Linked DNA regions of Zea mays: region 2 is linked to region 1. Evidence: chromatin contacts called from public Hi-C data. All regions are on one chromosome and are shown on one strand. Each heading gives the region's core, a stretch centred on a gene start, on an enhancer-like site or on the middle of the called end of the contact. The rest is flanking DNA. Distances are from core to core; before and after follow the strand shown.

Region 1 (6,175 bases), core at 1,776-4,275:
TTTAAGTTGAACTCAACACTATCGCTATCAAAAGAGAAAAATTAGGCAAAATTCATCATTGCATGTGTTTTGCTCATGGATCAGAGGTTGCTCCTCACGGTAAATTCTCTTATTAGGAATTGAAAAATAAGATTAATTTGATGTCCATAGAAATTAAAATTGGAAAAAATTGGTCCGTGTCGAGTTAGCAAAGACGGGGACAGAGAAGCATTCCACACTCATGTACCCTCCCCACGAATTCCCTTTCTTTAAATTAGTCGATTGGCATCTTAAAATTATACTAAGAACTTGAAATATATATAGTATACAAATAGGACATTGAACTCTAAAGTAGATCTCTTATATAATTTGAAATTCTGCTTGTTCAATTTATATTAATTTGGTACAATTAATTTGTATTTGCCTCCAAATATTATATTTTATAATGGAGACGGATCACCACGGGAACAAATTTCTCACGCAGAGACAAGGATGAGACATGTTCATCAATTGTTACATAAATGAAATGTATATAGTTTTGTTTTACTGAAATGTGATAGCTCGTTTAGCTCACGAGCTAGCTCGTTAACAAACCGAGTCTGCTCGTTAATGAACCGAGCTAGAATGTCAGCTCAGCTCGTAAAAAAAATCAAACAAATCGATTCAATCTGAGCGGAGCTGACTACGAAGCGAGAGCATTTCGTGCTGCTCTAGTTGTGGATGGACAACGGCACCTCTAGGTATTTAGAGGGGAAAGGAATGACCTGGCGCCGCCTGCACTCGCGCCAGATCGTCGTCTGCACATCTGATCGTAGACGCTAGACATTTGTCGACGTTTGTAACTAGCCCCAACACGCGCCCATAAAGGACGCTCGATGCTGAATCACTGGATCTGGCAACGCCGAAAAGATAAGCCTCCAGTCTGCGTCGGCGATCATAGCATTGAGGACCACCATTCCATAGCAATAACTTGAAACGGTTTGACTAAGGAGGTGTTTGGTTTCTAGGGACTAATGTTTAGTCCCTATATTTTATTCCATTTTAGTTCAAAAATTGCTAAATATAGAAACTAAAACTTTATTTTAGTTTCTATATTTAACAATTTATACACTAAAAAGGAATAAAATGAAGGGACTAAACATTAGTCCCTACAAACCAAACACGCCCTAAAGCCAAAGCTATCTAGAGCTGTATGCTCTTCGGAGGTCAAAGAATATCGCTCCCGACTCAACTTTATTCTAAAACAATACTTTCTCAAGTTATTATTGGCCAAGACGTAATGCTGGAGACCACACCATCGATGTCTCTACGAGTAGTGCGGTCATGTGTTATCGTCAAATGAAACGAGAAGCTTCTCCTTTCTTTGAGAGATCGAGTATATACGAATACGAGCGAAAGACGATAGCTTGGCTGAAAATGGTCTACACTGTACAATAAACACGACACACAGACGATGTTGAGCAGCTTCTTGTCAAAATCAAGGCCCTGTCAACAAGCTGCAGGTCGTTTTCAATAGTTCGACCTCCTAGCTACTTCTTAATACAGTATATGGACTAGACTGTGTGTCCCTATAGCTCATTGACTTTAGTTAGTTAATCATATACTGGAGCTGTTCATGACCCGAAGTCTACTCTGGACGGAACAGGCTGAGCTACTAGCTAGAGCTAGCTCTGTAAGTCTAACAACGCGGTTATATAGGAGTAGTTAGGACACTTTCGGTTGCCGGTAATTACCCGTTTTCAGTTGACCTAAACGGGTGAGTATTTACCACTAGTAGTAGTAGCAAACGTTAGCATCGGCCGTCGGAGATCATGCATGCTTACACGACTTTAACCGCTTCAACTCCTGACGATCCTACGTGTTGGTGGAAAAGAGAGATCGTCCACTCCACTTGCAATCATGTTCATGTCTACTAGCGAGTAGCGACGACTTGACTTTTCGTTTAATTTGACCCTTCAGTTTCAGACTTTCAGTGGTGTGGCTCAGTCCCCAGTCTTCGCAGTGTGTTTGGACACCGACGATCATCAGCTTGCATTGCTTCAGCATGCGTGCACCTGGAAATTGGTAATCATCCAGCGAGTGATTCAGGAACAGGGACAGGACAGGCAATCTCATAACGATTAAATTAAGTACGTACCCTGCGTTCCCTCGATCAGCTTCTGGCAGATCATTTGCTTCTTCTGCACGGGGCCCACTGTCCAGGGACTTGCACACCCAGGATATACTACTAGTACTTTACAAACCAGCTAGCTGATGGGTTCCATTCCATCACTTAACTAGTATATACAGCCACCAGCAACACCATATCTAAATATACGCTCTACCCATAGTTTATACAGCGACATTCATTGTACACGAGAAAGGCTACATATATATTCTGACTTGTAGATAACCAAGACTAAAAAACACTCTGCCGGACCCTCCCTTTAATATTATTATATTAAGAAGAGACCATGGTTCTGACCTAGAAAACCCTCGAACACCGATGAATTCGCCCTTGAGGGAGATCGAATCCAAAACCTAAGGTGCTACTAGGAATTCTTAACCATTACGCTAGAGACCTTTTCGTGTAGATAACCAAGACTAATAATACAATCTGCCGTTTGTTGCAAGGTTTTTTAGAGTCTATCTTTCAGTGTATTTATATAGTATTTTGTTTATTATCTTCACAAAGTTTTTTTAGTTCTTTTTGATACAAATTTATTTTACTTCTTCTCTTCTTCATCTTAGCATACAAACTATTTACAGTCTATTATTATACTCGATCTCAGGGAAGGTGATCTTTTTTCAGCAAAAAAAAGGATAGTAAAATGCATGATTGATCAGGATTTTTTTGCCATAGAATAATAAGCTAGCTAGCTGGTAGATGAGGCAACACGCTAAAGATGCTTTTCAGCAAGACTAGCTCACTCGCTGCATCTCGCGCGTATTGCATTGCATCATCACCACACAACATTCTAGTAGGGGAGAGCTAGCTCTTTTCCAGGCGAAAGAATATAATAATACCCTAATGAAGCTTAGCCAAGTGGGAGTGGAATTGTTACTCTGCCCGCGAAAACGACGTGACGTCCATCGCCTCCGCTCCGCAGCTCCCAAGCCCCAACTTGCGACCTCGTATAAATGGCGAGCAATGGCCGCCCAGATTCTAGCCTGCCTGTCATACAAGCCGGGAACCAGAGAGCCCAGCGTTCCATACTCCTGGAGATAGAAAATATATAGACAGAGCTCGTTACTAGTCGTAGCTAGCCAGGGCTAGCTGTAGCTGAAGTCATCATCAGATAAATATATTCATCAGCCTGTAATTAATAGCTAGTTTTCAGTGGATTAGCTAGCTTGGCAATATATATTTAACTAATAAGGCGGCGGTGGCATGGACGCGATCAGCAGCCTGCTGCTGCAGGAGGGCTGGAGGAAGGGCCCGTGGACGGCGCTGGAGGACAGGCTGCTCACCGAGTACGTGCAGCAGCACGGCGAGGGCAGCTGGAACTCCGTCGCCAAGCTCACAGGTATGTATTTTATGTGTGATCCTGATGCATGACATGGCAAGTACTTGAGTGTGTGTTGGTTCTTGAGTGTGTGTTCGCCGCCGCGCCGGCGTTGCTGCTGACGATCGGTGATGATGGCATGGCACGGCAGGGCTGCGCCGGAGCGGGAAGAGCTGCCGGCTGCGGTGGGTGAACTACCTCCGGCCGGACCTCAAGCGGGGGAAGATCACCCCGGACGAGGAGACCGTCATCCTCCAGCTGCACGCCATGCTCGGCAACAGGTACGTACACGTACGCATGCGACGACGTACACAATGATGATTGATGAATACTATACAGTATACACACATGCACCAGTCAGTAATACAATGATGTGAGATGCATGTACATGTGCGAACTAGATAGAGCCTAGAGTGTGGAGCACACTGTAGCGGATTAGATTCCTCTCCCGGCACTGTTGGTGGTCGATCTTTTTCATCACATCAATGTGTGCGTTCTGGTTCTGCGTTGGTGGGCGGCGCCTAACCTTGCTGGAAACTGAACCGGTGTCGTCGTCGTGACGCGCGCGTGCAGGTGGTCGGCGATCGCGCGGTGCCTGCCAGGGAGGACGGACAACGAGATCAAGAACTACTGGCGGACGCACTTCAAGAAGGCCCGGCCGTCGCGGCGCGCCCGGGCACAGCTGCTGCACCAGTACCAGCAGCAGCAGGAGGAGGAGCGCCGACAGTACCTCCAGAGCCTGCAGCTCCTGCAGCAGGAGCAGCAACAACAGCAGCTGCTCCTCCAGCAGCAGAGTCAGCAGCTGGTGGTGAAACAACAGCAGCTGGAGCAGCAAAGCCCGCCGGAGCCTGATCACCAGGCCGTGATGGCGATGTTGGACAGCCAGCAGAGCACGGCGGAATGCTACTGCAGCCCGGTGCCGGTGGTGCCAGAGCAGTGCTGCGCGCTCCCGGCCGACGACGACGACGCCATGCTGTGGGATAGCCTGTGGAGGCTGGTGGACGGGGACGGGCGCGGCTGCGGCGACGGCGACGACTCCAGCGGAGTCGCATACTAGCCGGCTAGTACGTACGTGTGCGTGTCTATACCAGTGTAAAAAAACAAAGCGGGATGAAGAGGAGGTTCTTCAGGTTTCAGCTGCTGCAAGGCAAGGATACTGCTAGTGGTAGTAGAGACATGCTAATTTTCCAACGAGAATAGTTGATCATGTTTCATGTTTTTTTTATTTTACCCATGAACCATGAGCAAGTGGCATTGTATCAAAAGGCCCTCTGTTTACAAGGTCGAAATACCTTCATGTAACTTTGGTTTCAAGAATAAAGACCGTGTTTTAGCATGGATTTATTATCTGCACCACTTTATCCTTTTCAAATTTTGTCAAGGAAAAAAACAGCAACAACCGCTGAGTGCCTAACTCCTACTTTGACAAAATTGCATGCCGATGGTTTTATATGCACCTTGTCAGTACAACAGCTTGACAGAGTCTGCATTCTTAGTGCGTTCCATTACCTTACCCGGGCAGTCTGTCTACTAACAGCTGAACAGCACCTGTAGAATCAGTCACGAACTGCAAGTTCAGGTTCTATTTATATCTAGAATTGAAAGTTTATCAACCTTTGGTTAACATCTTCCCACAAGTATTTATGGTTTAATATTATGGAATCTGCACAGACTGAGCTCTTTAAACGGGTGAATCAGGCATAAAAAATAGGGTTTTTAAGCTGGTGCTCTCGGTTTTGCTGGTGTCCTTATTTTTATTCTTAGTCGTGTTTTTTGCTAAAAAAACCCTAAAACCGGGAGCAAAACTGAGAAGAAGCTATGTTTTATATGACCCAAAAGAAATATACGTACCTTGGATGTCGATATTGGAGGACATAAAATTGAATTGGGGTTCAATTATAAATCAGTCATGATATTGAAATGAGATGTAATTATTTTTAGATAATGTAAACAGTTTGGGCCTTCCCTTCAAGAGAAGTTAGGGCCAACTAAACAACCATGACTCTCCCATCCACAAACAGACTCACGCAACAGGAAAGCCAGTATAACTCCTATTACATGATACTGATTTCAAATCACCACCCAACGACTGAAACAACTAAAAGACGCCATCAAAACCAAATTCTATTCGTGAAGCGCCAAACAAAGTGTGCAAAAAGCTGCATAGCAACTGTCTCCATGGACACGCAGCTTGCATTTATTAAATCCTTATCTTCATCCTTCTTTTGTAGATTTTCTCCAAAACCTTAGCCAGTAGTTACCCCTAAAAAGAACCTGCAAGTAAGTGAAAGAGGGTTTTTTGTCAAAGATTAGATCATTCCTACATGTCCAGATAGCTCAGCATAAAATTGAAACACCTGTAAGAATTAATTTCTTAGTCATTAAGTTAACTCCTAACATCCATGATCCAAACATATGCTTTATCGATCTGGGAGGGGGTAAACCAAAACAACAAAATAACAGTCTCCACATAAAATGAGCATAATGACAGTTGATAAATAAGTGTTGTATGGTTTCATTTGAATCACAGAAAGCACACTTCTTATTACCCTGCCAATTAGGCTTAAGTAGGTTGTCCTTCGTTAGAACTAACCCTTTGACTAGATACTATATGTTGGGACCATGCTTCGTCGCCGAAGGTCCTGCAGGAAGAAACACCTTCGGCAAAACCTGTTTATACGTAACACCGAAGCTAACGCTCATGAAGCTTC
Region 2 (6,175 bases), core at 1,431-3,930, 150 kb before region 1:
CCCTCAACCACCAACAAGCCGTTGGGGTAGCTGCTATCGATGGGCGCACTGTCCGGTGCGCCAGCCACGTCACCCAACCGTTAGGGTTCGAGAGCTGTCGACCGTTGGAGACTTTGTATTCTAGTGACACCGGACAGTCCGGTGCCGCACCAGACAGACACTGTTCACTGTCCGGTGCGCCTCTGACGACTGCTCTGACTTCTGCGCGCACTGTTCGCGCATTGTAGCGTTGCAGGGTGTCTGTTGCAGTCGACCGTTGAGCTGGATAGTCGTTACTCCGCTGGTGCACCGGACAGTCCGGTGAATTATAGCGGAGCTCGCTGGTTAAATCCCGAGAGTGGCTGTTTTGGGATTGTACAGTCCTGGTGCACCAGACACTGTCCGGTGGCACACCGGACAGTCTGGTGCGCCAGGCTAGGGCACACTCGGTTTCTTGCTCCTTTGTATTTGAACCCTATCTTCAATCCTTTATTGGTTTGTGCCGAACCTTTATGCACCTGTAGAACATGTATTCTAGAGCAAACTAGTTAGTCCATTATTTGTGTTGGGCATTCAACCACCAAAATTAATATTAGGAAAAGGTTAACCCTATTTCCCTTTCAAAATGCAATCAAGGCTGAACCAATATTTGCAAAATGAAAGTCACGAGCTTGAAGTTCAGACATTTATGGGCACTATTGAAATAATGTGTGGTGAATGTGATGGTTCAAGTGGACTTGTGGGAGACCCATCCCACATATGTGTTGAATAAACATTGTTCCGCTATGTAATATATCTGGCAAATGACATGAATTAAAATATGCAGTTAAAAGGATTCTGAAGATCCGTCATGAGACCCTAGGAGGACTCATATATTTGAATTATAAATATGCAACATATAAATCTCGTACCAAATAATACATTCCTAACGAATGAACACTCTTCTATGTAGAGAGAATATCTCTTAGATGAGATTATAGCTCCTTGGTGGAACCTTTCTAGAAGAAATAAAGTCTGTGTTAAACACCAAAGTTTGATAATCCCTATAAAGGGATAAAGACCCATACAGACCCGAAAAGGAATAAGATGAGGTACCAAAGGACTTGAAGTTCACCGAATAAGCACATGTGTATTTCACGATATTTACTCATGGTATTTTCCACTAGATGTGGAATTACTGTATCCTCTAAAGCCCCGATGGCAGAAACCTATAAGTTTTAGGTGTTACTGGCAAAATATCCCCATTATGTCAGAATGATAGACTATAACGATATATCTGATCGATGAAAAATCCCTGATGGATTACGATCTTTGATGGACTTCTATTACACCATCATAGAAGTTGTAATGAATGAACGCGTGGAGCGATGAGTCATATATAAAATATGTACTATTACAACTATAATATCTACTAAGTCCTATGGAAGGACAAGTTATTTGCTTTGCACAATTATGTATACATTGTGGTGTATGATAGAATGAAAGGTGTAGCTCCCTAGCCTCATCCACCCTTATTATTCCAGATGAACAATGAGACACATATCTTGAAGGATGTGTTTGAGTTGCGAGGTATAAAGACTTTGACAAATGTCATCGTCAGGGAAGCGAATGCTTAATATTGATCGCAATTGAGAGATACTGAATGTCATATCAGTATGCCCTGGAGGCATCAACTTGATAATCAATGTGTGAAGCTTTATAGAAGTTTCTATCAGATATGTAGATCCAGTGGATCAAACACCACCAGTCAAAGGGGCTTATTTACGTTGATACATGCACTTACCTCGTGTATCCTAGAAGTGAGTTGAGGTGAAGTTTCTGAAATAATATTTGCAAGGATATGCAATCCGTTTGCTAAATCTCTATGTGCGTATGCTTGCAGAAGAAGATGTTGTGCCATATTGATAAGGTTTTGCAAGGATCAGTGGGAGCACATTTCTAAATTTAGCCCTTGTAGAAGATTCGATGGAATCCTTATCCAGAAGATCGAAATTTGTCCTGATGACAGTTGTTGTACTCTTTTTCCTTGGTGTGTTTTCCTGAAGTTGCTCACATGAGGTTTTTAACGAGGCAACAAAGTGTAAATGCAATATACGTCACCATGCGCTCTTTCTCCGTATTTTCCCAATGGGTTTTTTGGGAGTTTTAATTAGGCATGTGCTGGTCGCGGTATTCACGCAAGGGGGAGTGTTGAGAAACCTTAATGAAGGGTTATATGGACAAATACCGAATATGCCCCTGGGGCTATCACGTCTCTATATATAGAACATGTACCCCCTCATATGGAATACAGAAGAGAAATAGGCCAGATGCCCAACCCTACATCGTGTCTCGTGTGTTTCCTCTGTCGTGCTTATGAGAAGGGAGACGAGTACTCTAAAGCTCCTTGCGCCTCTACTGCTGACAGGAGAGAAGGAAGCAGATCTAGTGATCCGTGGTAACTTAGTTCTCAACAGAGTTTAGCCTTAACTCCACGTTTTTTGAGCAGCGTTGTTAGAGTTGAAATCTTTTGGCAAAAACATGAAGTGGGCTAGTACCAAACATAATAAAAAAAACACAATCGTATCCCATTTATTTTGATGCCGTTGGGCCGTGGGCCTAGCTAGTTGGGCAGCCTGACGGCTGGATCCTGGATGGCCCCGTTCTCGTTCTCGTCCAATTTCCGGTCCACCATCAGCAGACTTGCGTCGTCGCGGAGGGCTCGCGTCGGGGTCCATCTGAACATCCGCCAGACCGCCGCCACCATGCCGCAACCTACCGCCGATTCGAGCACCATGGTCGCCGGCGAGCATCAGCAACAACAGCAACCTGCCACCGCGCGGATCTCCTCCTCCTCAACCAGCTCCGGAAGGCTCGTCACTCCGTTCTGGAAAGGTTGACTACGCAACTCAAATGTTGCGGCAGTAGGGGGTTCCTTATGCTCTGTTACAAGCCTTCTTTTGATGCAGAGAAGTATGAGAGGGACGCGAGGAGGTACTGGGACATCTTCTACAGGCGCCACGAGGACAAGGTTACTCTGTTGTCCTTGTTTCTCGCTCGCTTAAAGTAGATAATACAGATTTAGCTTGAGAATGAGAAGTAGAGTAGTTGAATTTCGAATCTATATTCTTATCGTGCGGGATAAGTTGTTAGGAAGCATTAGTCGAGGAGGGCAGCCTCACTCTTTTGTTCAGTTTATATATGGGCAACGTTACGAGGTAGCATATGGTGCTATAGTAAAGGTCTGAGCCCTGAACAAAGTTTGATGCAAGGATGCATGACCTATTTATACTAAATAAATACCTTTGTCTTTCGTTTGCCGAGTGCCACTGGTGCCACTTGTCAGTCTCGAGACGTCCTGAGAAGAAGCTACTAGTTCTGGAAGATGGGTGAATCTGGAAAGGTTTGGTCTGTCAGGTGGTATGTAGAAGTTGAAGACTTAGTAGTTTTTATTTCTCTGGTGTGTTGAGTTCCTGGTCAGAAGCCCAAACAATGAGTGGTGGTGTGCACCAGCACCGAATACTGCAAACAGTCTGCTGGTCTTGGTTATTCTAAGACTTGGGTTTAATCCCTATCTAAAAATTTATGTGTTAATAGTTACCAATTTAATGGCTAATATTTACTTTCTAGCTATGCTTAATGCCATACTCCCTGAAACTGCTAAGTCCCCACTGAATCATGGACTTATGGTGATATAGAACAATCCTGTGAAACTTTGAACCATGTTTCGCTTGCTATCGATGGTCTCATTTTCTACTTCAAGCATTTTATCGCGTCATAAACTTGTCCTTGTTTAGATCTGTTTTGTCATGCATTTGATTTGTGTTCTTGTACTTCGGTAGTTCTTCAAGGATCGACACTACCTGGATAAAGAATGGGGGAAATACTTTAAGGTAAACATTAAGAAACAGCAACCACCCAATATTGCCATAATGTAGTAATGTACATACATGAAGCTAATGTTAATCTGATATCTGATGAACATAGGGACGAGATGGAGAAAAGAAGGTGGTTCTAGAGGTATGTTGTATCTTTTTTATTTCGTGAACATGTCCCTTAGCGCAAGTTTTAGAGGTATGTTGTATCCTTGCTTTGTTGGTAATGTCAATGATCCTGTAAGGTTGTTTTCTGTGACTGCTGTTGTATGGCTGTAGCAGACAATCAAACTGTGCATAAATTTTACTACCATCGTAACAATAAATAAAATTTGAATATGAGCACTCCTTGGTATAAAATTTGGATTAGTATCTGTATCGTTAAGGGAATCCACGCTCAAATCAGCGCAGAACCTATGCCATTTTGTTTTTGTAATCAGTTTTACACTACATATATCGTTATTACATGACCGCGTCTTGCAAATCTTGTAGTGATTTCTTGTTTTCATAAGTATGATTCTTGTGAAGTTCAATGTATAGGTTGGTTGTGGAGCTGGGAACACAATCTATCCATTGCTTTCTACATACCCAGATATTTTTGTCCACGCCTGCGATTTTTCTCCACGAGCTGTCAATTTGGTCAAGGTAGTTGTTTATCTAATTCCCAGTAAGAGCTAAAATGTGTAAGTGTGCGTAGTCTTGTTTTGGCTTGATGTTATTTCAATGGTATATGCAGAAACACAAGGACTTCAAAGCTGACCGGATAAATGCATTTGTTTGTGATATTGCATCAGAACAACTAACCGAGAATGTGGAACCTTCTTCTGCTGACATTGTAACGATGGTAACATGCTATATCTGATTATGTGTTGATTAATAAAAGATGTGTGGCATCTTTTGACTTATAGTTGACATTTCTTTGCTAGTGTAACAACTAACATATTAAGTAGATCTTTATGCTCTCTGCAGTTGCACCAGATAAAATGCCTATAGTTCTGGAGAATGTTAGAAGTGTCTTAAAAGTAAGGACTCCAAACCAATAGATCACCTTTTACTTCTCAGAAGTTGTCATAATGGCCTAGTTGTAAACTGAATACTGTCTTCTGTATCAGCATGGTGGCCGTGTTCTTTTTCGGGACTATGCCTTCGGTGACCTTGCACAGGTTGAATTTCTTATGTACTTCTTGAGATCTTGATATTAGTATTGTTGAAACTTTATGATTTTAGAAAATATTTATCCATCTTTTGGTTGTGTATGTTTGTGTAACATTTGGAATCATGTGTTGAAGGAGATTGTTTGGAAATAACAAAAGAATAAGCCTGCTTGTCGCTATGTTCTTTTCATGCTTAGAACACAGAAGATATTTTTTTATTATTCAAAACACTCCATTATCTCCATTAGAATGGCTAGGTTTAATGTTGGTTCCCCAAGCCTAACACAATTCTCCTGCTTAACCGGGGCTTGAGCCTGCTATGTTGAGGCAACATAGGCGGAGTTGCCATGTTTTAGTTCTTTTCATGCAGCTTGCTCCCCCCCCCCCCTATTTCCTCGTTTTCCATTCCTCTAACCTATACTTTCACTTGGGTTATCACACAGTCGTTCTTATCTACTATATTTTTAATACCTTTGCCTTTAAAGGATTTTTTTCTATATTTAAGCCAAATTTAGATGCTAGTAACCCAAATTTGCTGGGACTAAATGATTTTGTTGTTTTGTGTATGTTCTTGAAAAACAAACTGTAGGAAAGACTGATGTCAAAGGGCCAACAAATAAGTGAGAACTTCTATGTCAGAGGTGATGGTACGGTGAGTATATTCTGCAAGTTGTAGCCTATGGATATATTTTGCAAGGACATTCAGTACATTATTAACATATTTATCCAGCAGCACTAATTTTCGAATGCTTAGGTGAAATGACATAACACATGTTTTTTTGACAGCGTGCATATTACTTTTCAAATGAATATCTGGTAGATTTATTTTCAAAATGTGGACTTACTCTTGAGGAGATATGTGTGCACAACAAGCAAGTTGAAAACCGTTCACTGGAGCTGGTGATGAACAGGTAATCTTTTTTGCTAAGTATCACTAATAACTCGTTTCTGACAAGTGCCTGAATTTCCAGTATTATTTGTCTTGCCTAGGAATTGGATCCAAGCTACCTTCACCCTAAATTCAGCTAGTCCTCAAGGTCCAAATGGTCAACACGATCTCCTTGCTTACGAAGGAGAGGATGATAAGGTAGTTACTGACACATCTAAGAAGAAAAGCAGCGGTGAAGAAATCGATCTTTCTGAAGATTTTTGCAACATGTTTGGGACATCACACAGCCTTGATGAGGT

What was found. A called contact is a pair of places that touch in the nucleus more often than the background predicts.
Region 2: a Hi-C map of leaf shows a contact between it and region 1, with 4 times the contacts expected there. The contact joins the promoter of LOC100272349 here to the promoter of LOC103631701 in region 1. A contact is called at or near these places in 5 of 25 Hi-C or Micro-C datasets (bundle sheath, ear, leaf and 1 more).

What each region holds. Positions count from the first base shown.
Region 1 is chr1:9,190,761-9,196,935 of Zm-B73-REFERENCE-NAM-5.0, reverse strand. LOC103631701 (transcription factor MYB2) reads left to right here and starts at 3,025. Exons shown (of 3, transcript XM_008652716.2): 1 at 3,025-3,485; 2 at 3,616-3,745; 3 at 4,038-4,811. The coding sequence starts at 3,350. The coding sequence ends at 4,521.
Region 2 is chr1:9,343,610-9,349,784 of Zm-B73-REFERENCE-NAM-5.0, reverse strand. LOC100272349 reads left to right here and starts at 2,680. Exons shown (of 12, transcript NM_001146832.1): 1 at 2,680-2,853; 2 at 2,928-2,989; 3 at 3,801-3,851; 4 at 3,946-3,978; 5 at 4,374-4,478; 6 at 4,570-4,677; 7 at 4,784-4,855; 8 at 4,946-4,996; 9 at 5,577-5,639; 10 at 5,774-5,898; 11 at 5,978-6,173. The coding sequence starts at 2,724.